2 separate regions of the Sus scrofa genome follow, and region 2 is linked to region 1. A link is a contact called in public Hi-C data. All regions are on one chromosome and are shown on one strand. Each heading gives the region's core, a stretch centred on a gene start, on an enhancer-like site or on the middle of the called end of the contact. The rest is flanking DNA. Distances are from core to core; before and after follow the strand shown.

Region 1 (2,700 bases), core at 9-2,508:
CAAGCTCTGTTCAGGATGGGTCCTGAGAGCTGAGGCTTCACCTGGCTGTGTGGCCTGGAGCGAGTAAGGGATTCCCCTCTCTGGGCTCAGGTCTCCCTCCCTTGGGTCTGGCACCCCACAGGACAATGGTCTAGGACGCCACCAGCCTACCTTGTAGCGCTCCATGTGGCTGGGGTGGGGGAAGTGGATGACGGGGGAAAAGTGATGCACATGGGGGCTGCGGAGGCCACCCCGGAAGAGGTAGTGTGCCAGCAGGGAGCTGACATAGGACTTGCCGTGCCCGTCCAGCCATGCAGAGAGAGGACCAGCGGCTTGGTGGGGGCTGGGTCCTGCACGAAAGCCTTCAGTGCCTTCACCACCAGCGCCCTGGCCAAGTGCTGGCCCGCCAGGTGCTGGGCCAGGTCACACTCCAGACCTAGGACCACAAGAAGGACAGTATCAGAGCTGAGGACACACGCCCACCACGGAAGAGGTTCAGGAGGCAAACCACGTCTGGAACCTGGTCTAAGGATCCGCGTGTTCTGGGACAGTTTTACGAGCGGTCTGCGGAAAGGGAGAGTGGCCCTTGGATTCTCTGGTCATAGGAGCGACCCTCAGGCCTGACTCAGCTCGGCAGCGCCCCCATCAGGTGGCCCTCTGGATTGCGTTCGGACCTAAGGGGGTGCGAGCTGTCAAGAGAATCGCCTCCAAATCCCTGCCCATCTCCAAGGCAGGCTTCTCCCTTGACAGCCAGTCCAGTGTGGAGGCATAAACGCCCCCCACCCCTGCCAAGGCCCAGCTGTCAAAAGACCCTCTCCATCCTGGCAGGACTGTGCCTAGACCCCAGATAGGCATCCCCAAACCCTTGTCCCAAGCCCCGTGCCCTAAGCTCCCAGGGTCCCTCAACGTCAGGCCCACTTCCGGCCTTGGCCGCCCGTAAGTTTGGGGGTCCTGCCCCCCGTTCTCTCCTCCAGGTCCGGCCCCGGAGCAACCCTGGGTTCCGAGAGCTCCCCGGTCTACCAGCTCCCCCAGTTCAGGCTCCCGAGGCTCCTCACCCTGGAAGTCTGGCCGGAAGTCACATTCACAGAAGGTGCCGAAGTTGCAGCGCAGCGATGTCAGGTCCCAGGAGGCGGCCGCGGCCGAGACCAGCCCAAGCAGCCCGAGGAGCGAACTCCAGAGGCTGCAGCCGCACGTCGCAGCCGCCATCCGGGTGAGGCCGGAGCTGGGTCTGAGGCCGCCAACTGCCTCGTTCGAGAACTACAACTCCCGACGTGCATCGCTCTGCGGCAGCCACCGTCTGTAGCCTACAACTCCCGACTCCCCTCTCTCCCCTCTCAAAGGCCCGCCCCTTGGTCGTCCCGCTGCAGGACCGGAAGATGATCTACAGGGGGAGCCCGCGAACCGTCCAATCCAGGACTGCGGCTGCGTTTCCATGGCTACGGTAACTAGGGGGACCATCACAGTAGCTCCGAAAGAATAATAAATAAAGGATTATGACCACAAAGGGTGACGTAACAATTGTAGCAAAAACTTGTGGGGGCACTTTACACCTTGCAAAGCGCCCTTTCCGTGCTCTTTTTTCTCTTTTATATGATAAAAGAGCGCTGATAGATTTTGGTGAACACCTACTATGTGCATTAGTGTGAGGCGCCTTATATATCTTGTGATAACCGTACCTGTCACACAGAGGAATGGTGATATTTCAAGGAGGTACAGGCACATAAAGTGTGTTGGCTCACAAAGCAATCAATAGATGACCATTGACAATCCATTATGAAACATGGCTGTCCCTTATGTAGCAGCTGCTATGTGCTTTAACATCAAGCAAAAGGGATCAGATCTGTTATTGTCCCCATTTACTGAGAAGGAAATTGGGACCCAAGAGGTTAAGCCCCTTATCCAAGGCCACCTGGCTAGTGAACAATAGAACAGAACCCAAATCTGGCTGCTGCCAAAGATCTAACACACCGTCACCCATCCTCTCTTGGTCAAAGGCAACGGATCTTGGACAATTCAAATTCAGTCAATAGGCTCCCCAGGCCTCTAGTCTGGCCTGGCATCATGTGGATCTACATTGCCTACCTCCCCAACCCATGAAATCAAGACAACTGCTTTCGTGGCTCTCCTCAAAGATTCCCTGCCCCATCTACCCTTTGTGGTCATAATCCTTTATTTATTATTCTTTCAGAGCTACTGTAATGGTACACACACACACACGCACACGCACACACACATATGCATGCACGCACACAGCACGCAGCAAGGATTTCTGTGGCCACGTTTCAAAACCTGAAAAGAAATTAGTGGTTCCCACTTTTGGGAGCAGAAAAGGAAAGAACTCCAGGTCAGGATGCCCAGATTCCAGCCTTTCTCATTCTGAGGCTGGAACCAAGGGCAAGTCCCTTCTCCCTCCAGTTCTCGATCTCCCTAGGGGAGCTGGAGTCTTAGATTTCAAAAAGCCCTTCCACTTCAAGTATCTGGGATCCTTGGCTGTACCTTTGTGCAGAAGCTTTGCTATGGCTTCTGGAGGAAGGGAATGGGGTGGGGGAGGGGACGGGGGGCAGGATTTCTCTGTTTGGAATTAGTTACCTTCCCTACTGGCCTGTGGGCTCCTCCAGGACAGGAGCTGGGTTTTAGTATTGCCTGTAACTCTGGCTCTGGGTACAATCTGGAATGTTTCAGGTGCTAAATAAGTGTTTGTTGAATGAATTTTTCCACCTT
Region 2 (2,700 bases), core at 117-2,616, 130 kb after region 1:
CCTGGCTGGGGTCATACATGGGGCCGCATTTTCTGTTGCCCTGGGCCTGGCAACCCCTAGGTCCTTCGGCAGCTTTGCTGACCGTCCTGCCACCCGTGGGGTATGAGTTATAGCCTCTTTCCTGCTGAGTGTGCTTAAGAAAGGGTCAGAGCGGCCAATGTCCCTCCATAGCTGGTGGGGGAGGGAGAGGGTCCCCAGGCCAGGGACAGCCTGCAGAGACACCCTGAGGAGTGGCCTCGACCTACCCTGCCCCACCTGCTCCTGGTAACCTAAGCCCCTCTGTCCTGCTGGCACCTGCCATTTCTTGGCCCAAAATAACTTGGTTGTGAGGAGTCCACACAGAGGCCAGGGGTCCGGGACAGAGTTAGGTTACGGGCTCAGCACCCAGGCCTTATAAGGCCCCCAAGTCAGGGCCAAGGTAACTCCTAGCATGACTAGGTGGTCTGCTGAGGGGCCTGGGGAACAGAGGCCCAGAGGGACAGTGACTTAACCTCAGTCACAGGGCAAGGCCAGAGCGAGACCCAAGTTTCCCAGCTCCTGACCAAAAGCACCTTCCCAGGGGTTGGCGATTGGCTAGGGTTCAAATCCCAACTCTATCATTCAGCTGTGTGACCTTGGGCAGCTGGTATGCCCTCTCTGGGCCTGTACCCCCAGGCTCTGTCCTGCTGCTGCTCAAGAGTCCTAGGTAGGTAGCTGAGCAATACTCAGGAAAGGCCCCGTGGGCTGGGCCCCCGAGCTCCCACAGAGCCCCTGACCTTTCAGGAGGCAGGGGCAGGCACAATCATGAGGGGGCTTGCCTTCCGTGCCCCCAGCACTCGAAACAAGACGGGATCGCTCCTCCTATCCCCTAGTCTGCTCCCGCCCCGGTCCTGGGGCAGGGAGTCAAGCCACAGCGCCCCCTCCCCGGGCCCGCCCGAGCTGGGCCGTGCCAAGGGCAGGGACCTGGAGCCCCGGGAGTGCCAGTGGGACAAAGGGGTGACTGTCACGGCGGCTGGGACACACACACACACACCCCCATCCACAAAGGCACACACAGTGTGGCACAAATACCCAGAGCAGAGCCTGGAGAATACAAGCAGGCAGATGCATTCAGATCACAACCAAGAATACCAACACACAGCCACACAAACCCCAAGAATACCTTGCCACACGCAAGCACGCAGACCCCCCTCCCCAGGTGCGTGTGGCTCCCCCACTCCCTGCAGGGGCGCCCCCCTTCACGTGCACAGGCACACACACGGGCACACACTGACCTGGGGGAGGGGTGCGAGTGGGCTCCGGGGCCAGTGCGTGCCCTACCCGTCCTGCCGGGCCGCCTGCAAAGGCGACTATTTATAAGGCTGTCAGCAGCGCGCGGCATGCCGGGAGCCAGCGTTCCGAGCTGCCAGGGAGGGGGGTACGGAGGGAGGGAGAGCGGGAGAGCGGGCCGGGAAGGGAGGGGGCGCTGGACCAGAGCGGAGCCCTGGCGGGAGGCCAGACCGGTGCCCCTGCCATGCACCCCCAGGTGGCTGTGCCTGCAGGCGCATGGCTCCTTCACAGTTTTTCCAGAGGGTTTTTCATTCCTGCATTACCTCCACTGTGTCCACATCACTCCAGGGGGCCGGGACCAGGGACAGTGGCTGGGGGTGGGGGGAGGACTGAGGCTCTTTGCACAAAATCCCACCCACAGCAAGTTGGTGGCAGAGAGAGGCCAGAACCAGACAGAGGGTGACTGAGGCATGGATTCTGGGGACTGTGCTGGCCAGATAGTCCCCCAGCCCCTCCTCAGATCCTGCCCAGAGGCTTTGGGGCCAAGAGCCACCTGGAACTCCTCCTTCTCTGTTGAAAGGGGCCCCAAACGATCCTCTGGGCCTGAAACCCCTCAGGACCCCAGAGATTGCCCACATATCCATCTCCCAGATGGTGACTGTGTAGAAGATGATAAAAACCAGCCCTGGAGTTCCCGTTGTGGTGCAGCGGAAACAAATCCGACTAGTATCCATGAGGATGCAGGTTCAATCCCTGGCCTTGCTCAGTGGGATAAGGATCTGGTGTTGCCATGAGCTTGGGTGTAGGTCACAGATGAGACTCGGATCCTTTACTGCTGTAGCTGTGGCTTATGCCTTTAGCTGTAGCTCTGATTTGACCCCTAGCCTGGGAACTTCCATATGCCACCCGTGCAGCCCTAAAAAGCAAAAAAAAAAAAAAAAAGCAGCCCTGCCCCCATGAAAAGGCTGTGGGTACCCAGATGGGGGAATGATAATCCTGATGAAAAGAATAGCTCCAATTACTGAGACTCACTGGCACCAGATGTTGGGCAGAGCACTGGACTCAGACCACGTCTGTTAGTCATTAAACGCCGAGAAGGAAAGTGAGGGTCACAGCTGTAAAAGAACTTGCCTGAGGTTCCCAGGTAGAAGGTGATGTATTTACCCAGCATTCTGCACAAGACCAGGACATAGCAGTAGCTGTTCAGTGATGTAGCAGGACAGAGATGAGAGCCTAGGACCATGCAGTTTCCGAACTCATGCACTTGGAGTTCCCTGATGGCCTAGAGGTTGAGGACTCGGAGTTGTCACTGCTGTGGCTCGAATCTGATGGAACGTCTGGCCTGGGAACTTCTGCATGCCGCAAGCACCGCCAAAAACAAAACCAAAAAAAAAAAAAAAAAAAAATTCATGCACCTGACCACTAGATCACATCAAGACATTGAAGGCAGCA

Evidence for each region. Hi-C and Micro-C count contacts between places; a contact is called where the count stands out from the background.
Region 2: a contact with region 1 is called in a Hi-C map of embryonic fibroblasts, with 3 times the contacts expected there. The contact joins the promoter of AK1 here to the promoter of TOR2A in region 1. A contact is called at or near these places in 4 of 5 promoter capture datasets (fetal liver, fetal skeletal muscle, liver and 1 more), 21 of 47 Hi-C or Micro-C datasets (alveolar macrophages, blood, embryonic fibroblasts and 11 more) and 2 of 2 datasets of contacts at active chromatin or transcription factors (alveolar macrophages and skeletal muscle).

Annotation. Positions count from the first base shown.
Region 1 is chr1:268,236,220-268,238,919 of Sscrofa11.1, forward strand. TOR2A (prosalusin) reads right to left here and starts at 1,259. Exons shown (of 6, transcript XM_021069354.1): 1 at 1,035-1,259; 2 at 281-415; 3 at 151-278. The coding sequence starts at 1,185.
Region 2 is chr1:268,364,293-268,366,992 of Sscrofa11.1, forward strand. It overlaps AK1 (adenylate kinase isoenzyme 1), which reads right to left and starts at 1,367. Exons shown (of 7, transcript XM_003122177.6): 1 at 1,254-1,367.